Linked DNA regions of Gossypium hirsutum: region 2 is linked to region 1. The links are chromatin contacts, called in public Hi-C maps. All regions are on one chromosome and are shown on one strand. Each heading gives the region's core, a stretch centred on a gene start, on an enhancer-like site or on the middle of the called end of the contact. The rest is flanking DNA. Distances are from core to core; before and after follow the strand shown.

Region 1 (5,011 bases), core at 254-2,753:
TTTCAGGTAAAAAAGATATCTAAAGATCACATTTACACTTAGTACAAGGTTATTAAACCGTTAAACTAATTGGAGGTGTTGGGCAAAAATGTGGCAATGACACTTGTTCTTTTAGCACTTGGTCTAAATTTAGAGATGCATCCATATCATTAATCCTAGATTTAGTTGAATTTGAATTGAGCTATTAATTGTCATTAACTGAAGGATATCCTTAACCATTATCGTACTGACTTAAGGTTGGATAGTAGTTTTGTATTTTTATTGTTTTGCCTAGTGGTTGATGTTTGCATTATTTAACTATCTTCTTACTTATATTAGCAGCTTAGATTAATTAGTGAGTCAAGCAATTAGTTGATACCGTATGTGATATTTTTTTATAGGTTTGATCCTCGAAATACTTCTTAACAGATTTATTTCACTGTAATTATTATTTAACAATGATATTATGTACTCAAAAGAAATATTTATTTTTGAGCGGAATTGATATACACTATTTGCATGATCATAACAACCAAACTATTGAGAGGTGCCTAGGGTTGAAGAAACAAAGGATCCTATGGAGAAGCCTAAAGTAAAAGGCTGAAACAGATGTAGTGGACAAGGTTGGTGAAGAGAGCAAAGAAGTATATACATTAAAAAAAGAAAGGTGTGTTCAATTATTGAGGAGAAAGAAGATTAACAACACTTTCTTTTTCCTAATGAGTTTTCAAGTTGATACCATAATTGAAGTAATTACACAAGTCCTAATGAATATTGAAATGTCAAAGTTTTGGCCAAATAATACATTCTCATTGATATCACTTGAGTGAGTTAAGTGCTAATAATATTTTATTCCTAAAAATTATATGGATTGACAATGACGCAATAATATTTTAATAATAATAATAATAAAAAAAAGAATTGTTGGGTAGGTAAGGTCCAAATAGAGATCCCTGTCTACCATTCCATATAAGTTTTGAAGCATTTCTCTCTTATCAATTTCATTTGTCCATCTGCTTTGCGCGCGGCCACACTACATTAACATATTAGGTATTAAAATATTAATAATAATAATAAACACATTATCTAACAAATTTTCTCCTATTTTTATTCCTATTATTACTACTGATTAATCTTAACAATTTTGGTTTCTCATTCTACTTATGTCTAAATTAGTGTCCATATTTTGATTGCTTTCAATTACTTTTCAAATATTTCTTAAATATTATCTTTTTAATGTAGTTATTCTCATGACATAATTATAAATTACTTAGATATTATAAATTTGACTTATTCCTACATTAAGAAGCAAGAAAAGGTTGAAACTGAGAAGGCGATGCCGATGGTGGTCCATATCAAAATATAATAAGAAAGAAGGAATAGCACGTTATGTTTGATCTTAATCACCAAAAGAGTTTGATTATGAAGGATGGGTTTTTCTTGGAAGATGCGACGACCAGACATTGCTCCATATATCTTATCCCTATTCCCTATCCACCACTCCCTTTTTTTCTCTCAATTATCCCTAATCTCAAACTCCTACAATTATTGTGGCTTTTCATTTCCTTCCCCACTATATGTATTGTTTGAGTGTTGGATTGAATCTTAATTTAATTAATGTAAGTATTATTATTAATACAGTAAGACGTGGGTTTGAGTGCACTGAAGCATATTGTCTTCCTATGTATGGGTTGATGAGCGACTATGAGTAATTCTAAATATTATATAAAAAAAAACAGATATGATGAGTATGAAGCTAAACAAGTAACATAATTTTATTCAAGTGGAAGACCATGATTACTTTCCAACAAACATCTTATCTTTATATAAAGACATCTTTGAAAAACCATAAATTGGAATTATCAATATGAATTCATTTTCCATCAACTTCTATACCACTCCTGCTTCTTGTTTATGCATTCACGTTTAAAACAATAAAATGAATGTTTAATTCAAATAAAAAGAGAAGAAAATTAATCACTTCTTACTTAAATTTAAACTTATCAAGGGACCGAGTTATCGGTTCAATTCCTTTAATATTTTAAAGGATTTGGATAAAAATGTTAAGTCAAAAAAAAATTCGGATAAAACATTAGACCTATTTAAGAAATGAATTGAGTTAAAGTTCTAATATTTAAAGCTCGAAAAACTTAATTCTTCTTTAATCGTTTTCAAATTTATTATATGTTTTTTTTTCTTCTTTTTTGTTTAATGTATTTTATATCATATAAAAATTAATATAATATACTAACTATACTAAGCTATTTATGCTTAAAATTTTAATAGAAAATATATAATGATAGTAAAAAGATATCATGTCATTATTAAATATTATATGAGATCATTATTATTTTTAAAAATAGAGAAATATGTACTTAAATAATCATACATCATATTTATGATATGGAATAACATGACCCCGACCTAACTTCCTCCTTAAACACTTCAAACTGTCACTTAATGAAAAAATAAATATGTACAAATGATGACGGTCCAAGTAGCCTCAGAAAAGTCCTTTTAAGTTAACCCTTGGGCGTAGAGTGGGCCTTATGAAAGCTGATTTCAGCTGAAAAAGAGCATCTCCTAATATTAGGCCCAACCCTTTGGTCATGCTTTCAAGCTGACCGAAAATGTCCAAACATAAGGGCTTTAACTTTTAAAGGATAAATTCTATAGAAGATCCCTATACTATGTTTCTTTTAAAATTTGGTCCCTATACTATAATTTTATATTTTGACTTTTTGAAATGCTTACTTTTTCTACTGTGACCAACATTTTTTTGGTTTATTCTTTCAAGAAATTTGGCGTCACTTATTTTTATTTTGAACATATAATAATGTCATTTTTTTGTATATTTAAAATAGACAAAAAAAAACAATATAACACTTGTCCAATTGTAAAAAAACTTGTTGATGTGTGCATGCCACATCACTAATTGAGCGTGCTTGAATCCATGTCCTCCTGCATTGGCAACAATGCTAATGCCAATTGAACTAAAACTCAATCAGCTGGAATTTTTTTTAACTTGTTAAGTGATTTTCTATTTTTCGAAACCTTTTTGGTAAACTTTCATTTTTGGAATCATTTCTCATCATTTTGGAATATATTTTAGGAACTTTTCATTTTATGAAAAGTTTAAGGATGATAATGGAGGGGCAGAAGTGGATATTGTTAAATCCATCATTGCTTCACGGTTGGCATGTTTTACTCCACCACTCGCCCTGCGCTCTATTATGGATGTATAATCTTGAAAACTATTATCACCTCTATGGATGTTGGATGCATCTATCCCTACTTCACCCCGCTCCGTTTTAATTTAATTTTTGCTACTTATTTAAACGCAATTCTTCAAAAAAATTAAACATAAAATATAGATAGTTCTTTTCCATATTATGTTATTATATGTTTACCCTTTTAATAGTTTATATACACAAAGATAAAACGGTAATTTTATATAGTGAAGCAGGTCGGGATGGAGTAGGAAATTATCACAACCGTTCCATACCCACTATTTGAAAAAAAAAACACTTATCTTGCATCACATCTACTTTTCAAAGAAAAATACGAAACTCATCGAGCAGTTTGGATTTTGTTATCGCTACACTTTCTTATTTTTTAGGAAATTCATTTACAAGCCCTCAGGCATGGTAATGCAAAACTCTCATTTTCATTTCCTTTTTATTTGTATTTCTCTTGTAATAAATTAAGTTATTTTGAGAAAAGATGAAGAATATTTAGGTTGAGTTATTAGTTTTGGATGTTATGGACTTATGTAGGCCATTGATAGATAATTGGAGAGGACTAAACCCAAGAGGATATGGACAGCTTGAGTGCCCAAACACAACTGAATCCACTATGCCCAATGAATACCTCTTTTACTAGAGCACTTCTGTCACCCATAATACAATTGAATTCATCACACATAACTTTAGGAAGTAAAAAACAAGTTGATCAATTTTAAATTAATTCAATATTAATAATAATTTTATTCAAATATTTGCCTTCCATACTCCGAACATCTCTAAAGTTTCAAGGACTTCGATTGAGTTTTAACTTAGTTGGTACCAATATTATTGTCAGTGTGGAAGAACATGGATTCAAGTGCACTAAAACATATTATCCTCTTATGTAAGGGTTAAGAGGGGCAATGGATAATTCTAGACATTGTATCAAAAATTAAAAATCATGATACTACACTCATATGAAAAGAATTAAATTAAAAAAAACTCAAGGGACACGCTCTCCATGTGTAAACTCATCTGAGTGCAAAGAAAAATTACTTGGTTAAACCACTACACCAAAATAGGCTTTTAGCGGCGTTTTTAGGCCTTTAGCGGCGCTTTGCAAAAATGCCGCTATTGACAACGTCGCTAACGTTTGCGGCGTTTTTAGAAATAAACGCCACTAAAAGTCATGACCTTTAGCGGCACTTCTACAAACGCCGCTATAGATCATGACTTTTAGCGGCGCTTTTCTCACAAACGCCACTATAAATCATGACCTTTAGCGGCGTTTGTAGAAATAAAGCGCCGCTAAAGGTCATGATCTATAGTGGCGTTAGTGGGAAAAGCGCCGCTAAAAAATATGATCTTTAGCAGTGCTTTTATTACAAACGCCGCTAAAAGTACTAAAGAATCCGTACTTTTAGCGGCGTTTGTGGAAAAACGCCACTAATTTTGGCAAATTTAAATGATACTTCAAATTCAATGAAAGATATATGATATAAATTGATAACTGAATTATAATTCAAAATATTCTTACAATAATATTAAAATTAACAATGTTAAAAATATTCTTACAATAACTAAAGCACACTAAAATGTTTACACAATCACCTCCCAGAAACAGGGGCAGCAGTAACCACAAGAAAAAAAAAATACACAAATCCAGAAACAACAGTTTTTGGCAATCACTTTTTCAGGAGTAATACCAAAAAAAGCAATCAACTCATCCTGAAAATGTAGATCACAAGCCCTTTGGTAAAGAAAAATTACAGCATACTTGAAAGAAGAAATTTCAGCCTCTGTGTTCT
Region 2 (4,878 bases), core at 1,480-3,979, 80 kb before region 1:
TCCAGGAACAATAAGAAAAAAGATGCTTGTTTACATACCATCTTCGCTTCAGGGTCTATAGACATGGCAACATTGATAAATTCTTTGTCTAAGAAGGGGACTCGTGCCTCTAATCCCCATGCGGATGTTGCTTTGTTAGCTCTCAGGCAATCATATTGGTGAAGGGCCTTGATCTGCATAAAAAGGTATCAGAACAGACCAGTTTTCGTTAATATCCTTATGTTCCAACTCCCCTACTCATAAGTGAAGTGCTGAATAAGATGATCTATTACCTTGCGGCATGTCTCCCGGTGGAATTCATCCTTATTTGGTGCCTAGTGGAAGTACAGGTATCCACCAAATATCTCATCGGAGCCTTCACCAGAAATAACCATCTTCACACCTAGTGACTTGATCTTTCTTGACATCAGGAACATAGGAGTGCTTGCCCTGATCGTGGTGACATCATATGTTTCGATGTGGTAGATGACATCTTCAATGGCATCGATTCCGTCCTGCCAAATTAGAGAGCAGTCTAGCTTGTTACAGGTTTATTAAGCCCTAAATTCTTGAATAGAAACTGCTACAAAAATGTCGAGTCAATACTTGAACAGTGAAATGAAATTCATGATGGACTGTTCCCAGATAGTCTGCAACCTCCCTTGCTGCCTTCAAATCTGGTGAACCCTGCAGAGAAATTGACAATCAAGTTTTAAGAATCATTCAAATCCTCTAGAGCTTTAAGGGTTCATCCTTATACTTTACAACTTACCTCTAGGCCAACGCAGAAATAATGGAGCTGAGCTCCCCAATGTTTGGCAGCCTTGGTACCAGCTAAATACCGAGCAGTGATAGAAGCAACCAATGATGAATCAAGTCCTCCAGATAGCAAAACTCCGAAAGGCACATCAGTCATCAGTCTTTCGGTCACCGCCAGTAAACATATTTGATACAACCCGTAAGCCAAAACTACAGAAAAAATATATTTATTTCTTTAGTCCAAAAGCATAAAGTGCTTCTTGGGCGGCAAGTAATCAGTTTTACATTTTCAAAGGCACGTCTAAGTACTAGGGGATCATATGGAACCGATGGAATGGCCTCAGAGAACCAAGGTGGATTGTACCACCTTCTAAATCCTCCTGATTTGCTAGAGTACAAGTGACCAGGGGGAAAGCTTTCAAAGTGTTCACAGTCATCATTCAACCCTTTCAATTCCGACGATATCCAAACCGAACCTGGTTATAAGAAGTAGAAATTAAATTAGCAAAAACCAGTTTCAACCCAAATTACTTGCAACTGAGAAAAAAAAACCTAGATTTAATACCATCAAGTCCCCAGCCAATATAGAGGGAGGTGACACCGATAGCATCGCGTGCAACGATGAAGCTGTTGTCACGGGTATCCAGCAGCACAAATGAGAAGATTCCATCCAACATATCCACAAAGTCTTCACCATACTCCTCATACTATCATATAGGTCAAGTACTTATTAGGCAATCATTCACAAAACAAAATAGAAACTTCAGACCAAAAAAATTAGCTCTATCCATGGAGACTCACCAGATGGGCAATAACATCACAGTCACTGCCAGTCCTGAACTTGTGGTTGGCCAACTTCTTCCTCAGTTCTTCATGGTTGTAAATCTCTCCATTCACCTAGTTTTCAGCACAGAATTGACCAATTAGGCAGTCCTCAAGTGTTGAAAAAGTTAAATGAGTGGCCATAGGGTGGAACTGGAGAAATATTAAATAAAAAGAAGCAAAGAGAGAGAGACTTACAGTGACAACAACAGACTTGTCTTCATTAAAGAGAGGTTGGTCACCAGAAGCAGGATCAATGATGGCGAGGCGTTGATGGGCCAAATAACAGTCTCCATGTTGGTAGAGGCCACTCCAGTCAGGACCACGGTGCTTGAGCCTGTTGGTAAACCATCATCAACGTGGACAATCACTAACTCATTAACCAATAAATTCAATTCAATTTATTAGTCTTTTATGTTCATGAGCTGCTTGAACTAGCATCTTGAAACATGGACTCTGCCACTTTTTTTTGCTTATGTCCCTTTATATCGTTTTCAAGTTGCAGAGTATCTCTGCTTCAAAACACCCGATATAGCTTAAAGATGACCAAGAATTCAAGACCAAGTTTTAAGGTTGTTAAATTTCACCCGAACCCTGTCTTTTTTTTTCGCTGATCTTTGACAGCAACAAACCATAAAAACACTTTGTCATTGTCTAAACCTATTGGAGAAATGTTATGCAACCATTTTAAAGACACAAACATCAAAATTAGCAAAAAAGAAAAAAGAAAGATGAATTGCCTGCGGGAAAGTTCCAGCACTCGAACCCTTTTTGCCTGAGAATCATCAGAACAACCCAAAACAGCTAAAATCCCACACATTTTGTTTCAATAATTAAACACTCCCAAAACACCTTTCTTTTTAACAAGAAGTAGAGAAAATTAGAGGGCAGTATTTGAAGAAAAAGAAAGAGGAAGAAGATGAAAAGGAAGATATATGTGAAGGGGGAAGTAAAGAGGAGAGGAAAGAGTGGGGGAGTGTAAAAGGGGGAAGGCAAACACGTTGTTGTGTTTTCAAATATCCATCACAACCTATAAATAGTTGCAAAATGTCTGGGGCACCTTTCAAACGGCGATGTTTCGTCGCTTCCTCGGGCCCACCTCTCCCATCAGGCCACGTGTTCTTACTTGGTTTCGTCCCATCACTAACGGGGCTTTATCCACTTCCATTGCTGACTCATCATCACCCCTCCATTGTCAAAAACTTTTCCTGTTTTTGGAAATGACTCTCGGAAATTGCGCTGGCTCCGATAGTCAAACAAGTAACATTTTTCCATTCACGATCATATTTCTTCTTACTCAGCTAAGAATGACGATAGATAAGGTCAATTCAGACATTTGTGATATTCAAATATTCATTATATGAATCTTTTGTATTTTTAATTTAATGTAATATGAATAATAATAAATAAACTCAAATTTTACATAGATTAGGAACACATGATTCACTGCCATCCCATCCCATCCCATCCCATCCCTATTCTCCTCCCAAGAGCAGCAATTTCTACAATTTTCTAAAGTTTTTAACTATTCCTCATGTTGTTTTATTCTTCTTATTCATACGCCATGATTCCTTCACCTCTTTCTGAATAATTGTTGGGATGATGAGTGAAAGTACTAGGGTAGTTCTTGTATTTATGTCTGGATTGTATTTCGGCCCTTTTACCGAAAAATTGAGTAATTAATCTTTATACATTTCGAAACGTGTCAATTAGTCCTTCTATTAAAATTTATCTGTTAAATGGATTTGGAATGTCAAATTCATACGGAAAATTATTTTTTTATAAGTAAACTATAAAAATAGTCACCAACTATTAATTTTTTTGATTTAGTCATTAAACTTTTCGAAATTAAATATTTTAGTTACATTAGGCCGACGTGAGCTCTTTTTTATCAGTTTAATAACAAATTTAGCCTTCTAATATTTACAAATTCTATCAATTTGATCCTGAATATAAAAAATTCAACAAATTTAACCCTCAACGTTTACAAAATTTATCATTTTAGTTCTAATTTTTTAAAAATTCAATAATTTTGGCCATTAACATTTACAAAACCTGTCAATTTAGTCCTAACTCTAAAAATTAAAAAAGACATTTTAAAAAAATCATTTTTAGCCTTTTATAACCTATTGACTAATCCATGTGAGATATTAAAATAAGAAAAAGAGTACCCTCTTTCAAGTCACTTGCAAAATAACTCTAAAAAGTTGGGACAAAACACAAAAATTTAAGATCCGACAAAAAAACAATGGCATTAAAAACGTTACCTATTTGAGTAGTAATGCAACCAGTTATTCTAGATAGGTTCCAAATCAATTGGTTTGGTCCAATGTGAAGCCTAAATTATAGTATAAGAAATTGTTGCAAGTGACTTGAAAAAGGGGTTTTTCTTTTCTTATTTTAATATCTCACATGGGTGAGTTGGGTTATAAAGGACTAAAAATGAAAACATTTTTAAATATTTTTTTAAATTTTAGAGTTAGGACTAAATTGAAAAATTTTGTAAATACTAAGGGCCAAATTTATTGAATTTTTTTAGAATTACAACTAAAATGACAAAATTTGTAAACATTGAGGACTAAATTTATTGAAGTTTTTATATTTAGGATCAATTTGATAGAATATGTAAACATTAGAGGGTTAAATTTGTTACTAGACTAATAAAGAAAAGCCCACATAAACTCAAAGCAATTAAAATATTTAATTTCGAAAAATTTAGTGATTAAATTGAAAAAATTAATAATTAGGTGGCCAAAATAAAACGAAAGGTATAATTGAGTAACTTTTTTTATAATTTGTCCATAAAAAATAATTTTCACCATTAATTTAACGTTTCAATGTTTCGAAATATATATAAAAACTTTGTTTTACTCATCATCCAAAAAATTATTGTATATTGTCATGTCATTTTGGTCTATTCGTTTTTTTTATTATTAATAATTGGAGTGAATTATGTTAAAGTGAATAGGTTTCTTTTTATTAATAAATAATTGGATTTTTACTTAAAGTGAATTGGATTGAGATCCATGGTGAATTTTTATGATTGATCCCACAATTATTGGGTTTATAAATTTGAAAAAAAAAAAAGAAAAGCAAAGAAATTATGCCCAAAATAAAGACAACTAATCAAACAAAAATAAGGTAATAAAGCAAAAGTTGTACCATCCTCAAAATGAAATTTATCTTGTATTTTTATTTCCCAATTTCAGCTTTGTTTTTTTATAAACTAAATTGGGTATAGTTATTTTAGAGTTTATAAATATATCCATAATAATTCATACTTAAGCAGCTATAAAGCATAATCAAAATCAATAAAAA

Evidence for each region. A called contact is a pair of places that touch in the nucleus more often than the background predicts.
Region 2: a contact with region 1 is called in a Hi-C map of leaf, with 2.2 times the contacts expected there. The contact joins two enhancer-like sites. A contact is called at or near these places in 2 of 34 Hi-C or Micro-C datasets (both in leaf).

What each region holds. Positions count from the first base shown.
Region 1 is chrD09:36,819,858-36,824,868 of Gossypium_hirsutum_v2.1, reverse strand. It overlaps LOC107891602 (a long non-coding RNA gene), which reads right to left. Exons shown (of 8, transcript XR_001682258.2): 8 at 4,722-5,011. Among protein-coding and RNA genes, the nearest start is that of LOC107891602, 6.4 kb to the right of the region's middle. Within about 2 kb of position 1,503, at least 3 of the 9 cell types and tissues checked have an H3K27ac peak or open chromatin away from gene starts, as enhancers often do. A contact at or near this core is called in leaf, where this site is marked.
Region 2 is chrD09:36,900,737-36,905,614 of Gossypium_hirsutum_v2.1, reverse strand. It overlaps the pseudogene LOC107891605. Among protein-coding and RNA genes, the nearest start is that of LOC121221539, 8.2 kb to the left of the region's middle. Within about 2 kb of position 2,729, at least 3 of the 9 cell types and tissues checked have an H3K27ac peak or open chromatin away from gene starts, as enhancers often do. A contact at or near this core is called in leaf, where this site is marked.